2 separate regions of the Columba livia genome follow, and region 1 is linked to region 2. Evidence: chromatin contacts called from public Hi-C data. All regions are on one chromosome and are shown on one strand. The core of a region is the stretch at or near the end of the contact, and the rest is flanking DNA. Distances in the headings are between cores, read along the strand shown. Region 1 holds the start of BLZF1 (basic leucine zipper nuclear factor 1). Region 2 has its middle 26 kb from the start of TBX19.

What was found. A called contact is a pair of places that touch in the nucleus more often than the background predicts.
Region 1: a Hi-C map of crop shows a contact between it and region 2, with 5 times the contacts expected there. The contact joins the promoter of BLZF1 here to the enhancer-like site in region 2. A contact is called at or near these places in 2 of 2 Hi-C or Micro-C datasets (crop and liver).

What each region holds. Positions count from the first base shown.
Region 1 is chr1:73,825,168-73,828,237 of bColLiv1.pat.W.v2, forward strand. BLZF1 (basic leucine zipper nuclear factor 1) reads left to right here and starts at 1,705. Exons shown (of 7, transcript XM_065049935.1): 1 at 1,705-1,839. It overlaps NME7 (NME/NM23 family member 7), which reads right to left and starts at 1,745. Exons shown (of 13, transcript XR_010469795.1): 1 at 1,609-1,745.
Region 2 is chr1:73,419,208-73,422,421 of bColLiv1.pat.W.v2, forward strand. No RefSeq gene overlaps it. Among named protein-coding and RNA genes, the nearest start is that of TBX19, 26 kb to the left of the region's middle. Within about 2 kb of position 1,469, at least 1 of the 3 cell types and tissues checked has an H3K27ac peak away from gene starts, as active enhancers do.

The sequences.
Region 1 (3,070 bases), core at 455-2,954, 410 kb after region 2:
ACAGTGGGTTGCAGTTAAGAGAGCAATGGCAAACTGGGCATTATGAAGGTCTAAGACACGAGAAACAAGTATTTTGCTCTGTTCAGCAGCAGTGAAACAGCAGTTGGCAAAAATGTACAGACTAAACACCACATTTAAAGAAAACTGCAGACAAAGTAAAAACCCTGAAACTTTAAAAACACATGATCAGTAGGAAAATACTGAGCAAAAAAATTGTTTAGTGTAGAATAATGTGAAAAGATGAAAGTGTGAAGTCAAAATCTTCAAGTTCTTCTGCACATAAAAGACAAAAATAGAATATCTTTATACTCACCGAGGACAGAACAAGTAATCACTGCCTTCATTTGCAACATATAATATATTAAGGATTAAAAAAAAAACCTCAATGAACTATAAAAATCATCATGTAACAGAACTGTATCATTAGATCATGCATCTTGTGTCACTGAAAGCTTTTCAAGACAAATTAAACAAATTCAACATGAAATGTTTTGCTAGAAGTTGCTATAAGATTTGACACCACTTTAGTAAACCAGTTAACTTGGTGCCGCCTCAGAAATCAAGGGACGCTAAAAACACAGCACACTCATAGAGACAGTCAGCTGCAACGAAGCAATCATTTAACCTAAGTGATGTCTGTGTGAACTCACAAAGCAGGACTTCCACTGACGTGAATAAATTCAGCATGGGAGTTGAAAATTACAAATTTGCCTGGATTAAACAAAAGACCTGTAACCGCTCTATTTGAAAACAAACAGTGGCATTCCTACTTAAGTGGCAAATGCTGATCTTGAGTTTGTGTTTTGAAAGTAAGGTGCAAACAAAGCTGCTACACAGGCTTAAGGAACCAATCTGAGCTGCTTGAGACAGGTGTTTAAAGCTGAGCACACTAGCAGGTGCATTGGCCAGGCTCTTGCATATGTGTTTGCGCACAAAATTTGATTAAAAGTTGTCGGGTTTTAATCAGCTTTGCAACAGTGGTTTTCACATGCCACCTTCCACAGAGGGGACTCAGTTGTTTAATCAGTGCAAACTGCTTTTTCATTAGTGCCCCCACAACGACATCCTGCCATCTTCCTTGCGTTACTGAACAGAAGATCCAGGCAAGAACGAAGACTGTGGCACCTTAAACATCTTATCTTCTTAAAACTCACCGGCTGCCTTCCCAATGGGCTCCTCGCGAGCTTCTGAACTAGCCTGTTCCCAATTCAGAGAGGTTTGGGTGCGCAAACAGCTTTCCGATTGGGTATGAACGAGGCCTAACGGCAGTTTAAAATTACGCGCTCACTGCATCTCACAAGATCCTTCAGGGAAGAGGGAAAGGAAGGGCCGAGGCAAACCTCGAGCCGAGGCAAACCTCACGGGCGCCCACTGGACGGCACGGGCATGCGGGACACAGCGGTGGCACCTCCGGCCGCCCGCGGCCCGGGGAGCGCGGCCCCTGACGGGAGCCCCGCGCAGGCCCGGCGGCCGTTGTTCTGTCAGCTCAGCGTCACCTGCCCTGCGGCTGAGCAGCCTCGCGTCACGGCGCGGAGGTGCTGCCATCACTGCCCCCAGTCCCGCCCGTCCCGGCCGCTTGCCCCCCTGCCCGCCCGCGGCGGCGCTCACCATGGCGATGGCGATGGCGATGGCAGCGACCAGCCCGCCTCAGCCTGCGGCCGCGACGTGACGCCGCGCGAAGCCGCGCCCTGGCAACCGAAGCCCCGCCCCCGTGCGCGGCCCAGCGATTGGGGCCCGTCAGCCGCCAGCGCTCCGCCCGCCGCCGGAAGCGGAAGTTGGGAAAGGTGGTGGATGTGGCTGCCGTGGGGTCCGCAGCAAGCAGCGCTGCTGAGCGCTCCGGTAATGTTCCTTGGGGCACCGCCGCCGCTCCCGCGGGGCGGCCCGGTCCGTCAGGGTGCTTGGGGCGGCCGGGAGTTGCGGCCGGGAGTTGCGGCCGGCCTTGTGGCAACAGGGCTGGAGCTTGAGGGCGGCCGGGGCTGGGCTCCTGGGGCACCGAGGCGGGCGGGGGAAGGACTCGGTCTGGCTGCCAGGCCCGTTGCGTTATTACCCGTTCTCTTGGCTGATACCGCTGTGGGCTGCGAAGCCTCTTTTCCAAGGCGGTGGGTAATGTCCAGCTCTGGCTTACCGGCAGACTGAGGTGAGAGGGGGCACCTCGACCCTGGTAGCCGAGAAGAGGCGGGGGTCGAGTGGCGAGGGCTGGCCCGGTGGTGATTTTCTAGTGGTTTACTTGTGGGTCGTGACTCAGCTGTGTTAATACAGGATTTCCTTGCGTTGTGTGTTGTGGGGGGGGTTGCGTGGGGCACGGTGTTAGCTGAGAGGGGCTAATGATTCAACCAGTGAAATAGTTTTGCTTATTGGAAAATAATAAAAGGGGCATGTGTTTGGAGGCTTAGATTGAGACTTTGAAAGTAACAGAACAATAGGAACAGTATCATAACATGAACATTGAAGGACCAGGATCATCAGCAGGTGGTCTCAGATGAAGCAGCTAAAATCAAATGCTCATTATCAGTCTTTCGTTGATTATTTTGGTCTCTATCGGAGCAGGTACATCTTCATCATCCTCATTTTCCTCAGATGAGTAGAGACCCTCAATAAAAAATTAATGAATGGTAGTGTCTAGTACATCAGGGTATTAAATGAGCAAAAATGTAACTCCACCTATAGAAGCGATGGATAGCAAGACGTTCCTGTGTTTGTAGTTTGACAAGTCTCAAGGAGGGAAAGTTGTTTCTTTTATCTTCTGGTCATCAAAAAAAGATAAACCTCTCTTCCAGAAAACAAATAATGAATCTAGAAAGCTGGCAGTAGTGTGCTCACTGCTCTTCAGGGCAGAGAGCTGTAGAAGTGGAAGTGAAAAAAGCTGTAGCTAAGCCTTTTCGGTTAGTGGCATAATGAAAGAAAGCGAGGACTTTCTGAGATCTCCCTTGAATGACACAGAGAGCTAAAGCAAAACACAGGGATATGGCAATCTAAAACTAATGTAGTTAATGGCAGATCATAGAAAAGAGGGGCGAGTGGCCTGGGGAGTTGGGAGCGGGTGGACCTGTGCATAAAGGAGGCAATGATC
Region 2 (3,214 bases), core at 219-2,718:
AATGTGTTCATGATTAATTTATCAACATTGGTTCTTGGGCTGGCATTGTACCTTAGCTGAATTATTAATTCTTTCTGGTTTTGTTTGGTCGGTTTGGATTTTTTTTTTTTTGTTTTGCAACCGCCATACCTCATAAATTGCTCTCAGTTTTACATTATGCTTCATTTAATCTTGCTCCTGCTGAAAGAAGAGATGCTTTTGCTTTGCCTTCAGCAGCTTTGCTTTGCCCTGCTGCCTCCTCTGTCCAAGCCAGTTGTGCTGCAGCAGCCGGGCGAGCTCTGTCCAGCTCCTCATTTAAGTCCCTTAGCACAGGGGAGGCAGTGGGACTGGGGCAAGTGGGCCTGCCCTTCTGATAGCAAGCTACTGCTAGATCAGAATAAATATACTTTGAAACTGCAATCCCAGCCTTAATTTTGCTGGATAATCAAGCAAAGGTTTGGGTTGATATCACACCTTCCCCTCACCCCCCTTCAGGTATTTGGTTTTCTATTGCCGTGTTCATCCTAAAGCCCTTTTCTGCGCTGATTCAGTTGAAATTCATCCATCCCAAACCTGGTGAGCAGAGCTGTCTGCAGTATTTTGGAGGCAGTCTCACCAGTGTCTTGTACTGTGCTACAAAAACTGCTCTCTTTCTCCTGGGAATACTTCAACAAATTCATCCTATGATCATACTTGCCTCTGTCACAGCAGGTAAGCTTCCATTTTGGGCAGCACTGATGCATGAGGCATGACCTTTATTTCCCCTTACTGCTAAGGGAATCCTATGAGTCAGGGCTTCTTGGAGCTTCTACAATATTATCTGAACTAGCCTGTTTACTAGTGTGAAATCTGCTTTGCTGAAACATTGGTGCTTCTAGAAAAGCTGGAGCAGAGGAAAACCTCGAACAAGGGTGCAGATGCATTGATAGCTACACACAGTAAAATCCTGGCAGTACTTTTACTGACTTAATAGGGCAAGGAGTCAATAAAGATAATTTGTCCTTTCACACCATATCTGGCTGACTAAATCAGGCCATTACATAAAACCTGATGTTTAAGAGCTGTTGAATGTGTGTGATTCATCCCTATTTCAGTATGAAAATAGGAAAAAAGTGGGGAGAGAAAAGGAGTGGGAAGTAGGAAACACACAAACTCCACAGAGTGTTTCATACCTGATTTAAGTATAGCCAGGCCTGTGTTTCACTTTGGTGAAAGAAAAAAGCTTAACCACTGCATCCCATGTTGTAAGGAGCTAGATGATGTGTGAAATAAATTTGACTTGAAGAAACAAGAAGGGGGCTGTGTTCTCCTGCCATAAATAACTAATTAAAAGCTATCATCTTTCATCCGACAGCAGCAGCAGCTGCCTAATTGGGTGTTAAAAATATCCCTGCCAGTCTTTGAAAAGTACATGTCTGCAGGGTGATGAGGTAACTGGTGCTTTGGCCTTTGTACAGGACGCAAGAAACCAGGGGCTGATGTCTGAGCTCATGTCTGAATGTGTAATGGCTGCTGCCTCTCACTGCACAGGCTCTGCATCCCCAGCTTCTGACTCATGCTCAAGTCCTGGGTTCTCAGCAGAAAGCCAGCTTGCTTCTGCACTCCTCCTCCTTCAGAATTGTATCCTGACTTTGCAGGAGGCTTGTTTTCAGAGTAGCTTATTTTCCTGATGTTGTTTTCTTTTTATTTAAATGGTAAGGGGTAAAGGTTGTCTGCAGTGCTGAACTTGAAGCATAATTGTACGTTATAGCCCTGTGTACAATTTGCACAATCCAGAGCAGAGGACTTTTTGTGATTGCTTGTTAGTGCCAGCAACCTAGATTTGCCTTTCAAAAAGAGTAAAGAAAACAGAAATAAGGTGTGTGTATGAGTGAGGAGGACCCAGTCAGAGCCGAGTCATAAACACCTTAGTGTTTTCTTTCCATCCTACCTGGCAGTAGGTTGCTGGTATAATTTTTTTCTTCACAAGCCAGCAGATGGTGTTAGATGGCTATTTAATGACTTGCATGGGACTGAAAGAAGAGCTTGGTGATAGAGCTAAAAGAATGCAAGAAAAAGCAGTTTTGCAGGGATGTTCAGTGAATCTGAAAGCTGTGATAGGCTCCTCTTTTAAGCATCTGTGTGTGTGCTTTCAGCTTGCTACTAGTAGGGGGGTAGGGAGCTTCATAGCTGTAGTACTCGATTTAAATTGAGACATCTGTGACATCTATCATACCTCTTCCTCCAAGAGTTTAGGCGTGCTTTGAGTCTAATGGAGCAGAATGAATATAATCACCGACCCCCACTGAACGCTTTGGGCTTGGGAGACATAAATTATTTTTGCTACTTATTTTTGAATTGCATTTCACACAGAATCACAGAATCGACTGGGTTGGAAAAGACCTCAGAGATCATAGAGTCCAACCCTTGGTCCAACTCTAGTCCGTTTACTAGATCATGGCACTAAGTGCCATGTCCAATCTCAGTTTAAAAACCTCTAGGGACGGCGAGTTCACCACCTCCCTGGGCAGGCCATTCCAATGCCTGACCACTCTCTCTGGAAAGAATTTCTTTCTAATATCCAGCCTAAATTTCCCCTGGTAGAGTTTAAGCCCATGCCCCCTTGTCCTATTGCTAACTGCCTGGGAGAAGAGACCAATCCCCACCTGGCTATAACTTCCCTTCAGGTAGTTATAGAGAGTGATGAGGTCACCTCTAAGCCTCCTCTTCTCTTCCTCATTGAATTCACCTGAAATGGGAGGGCAAAGAAGTACAATTCTCTGCCATGCACTGCTGTGACCAAAGTATCTCCTAAATCACATTGTCTACACAAAGAAAATGAGTGAGGTGGAATGAGTAAAATGTGAGCTCCACAGGTTGGACACTGTCCAGCCAGGCTAAAGTATGACACCAGTCTCTGACCGGTTTCTGTTAGCTGGTGGGATGACTGTACGGGGTCTTGGTCAGGCTCCTAGAGAACAAGTGTCTGCCTACACTGCTGACCTGGACCTGTTACAGATTATGGTATTGCCTGTGGAAATTGGTATGTGTGAAGTGATTAGATCTAGTGGGGAAAATCAGGTGGGTGGGGAAAATCAGCATGTATAGATATATATACACACTGGCTATAACTTATTACTGTTTAGGAAAGATCTTGGGGTCATTGTGGATATTTAAAAGACTGCTTAGCACACAGCACTTAGAAAGTTAGGACTTGTAGGGAAACATAGATGCTCAAACATCCGTTCTGTTATTG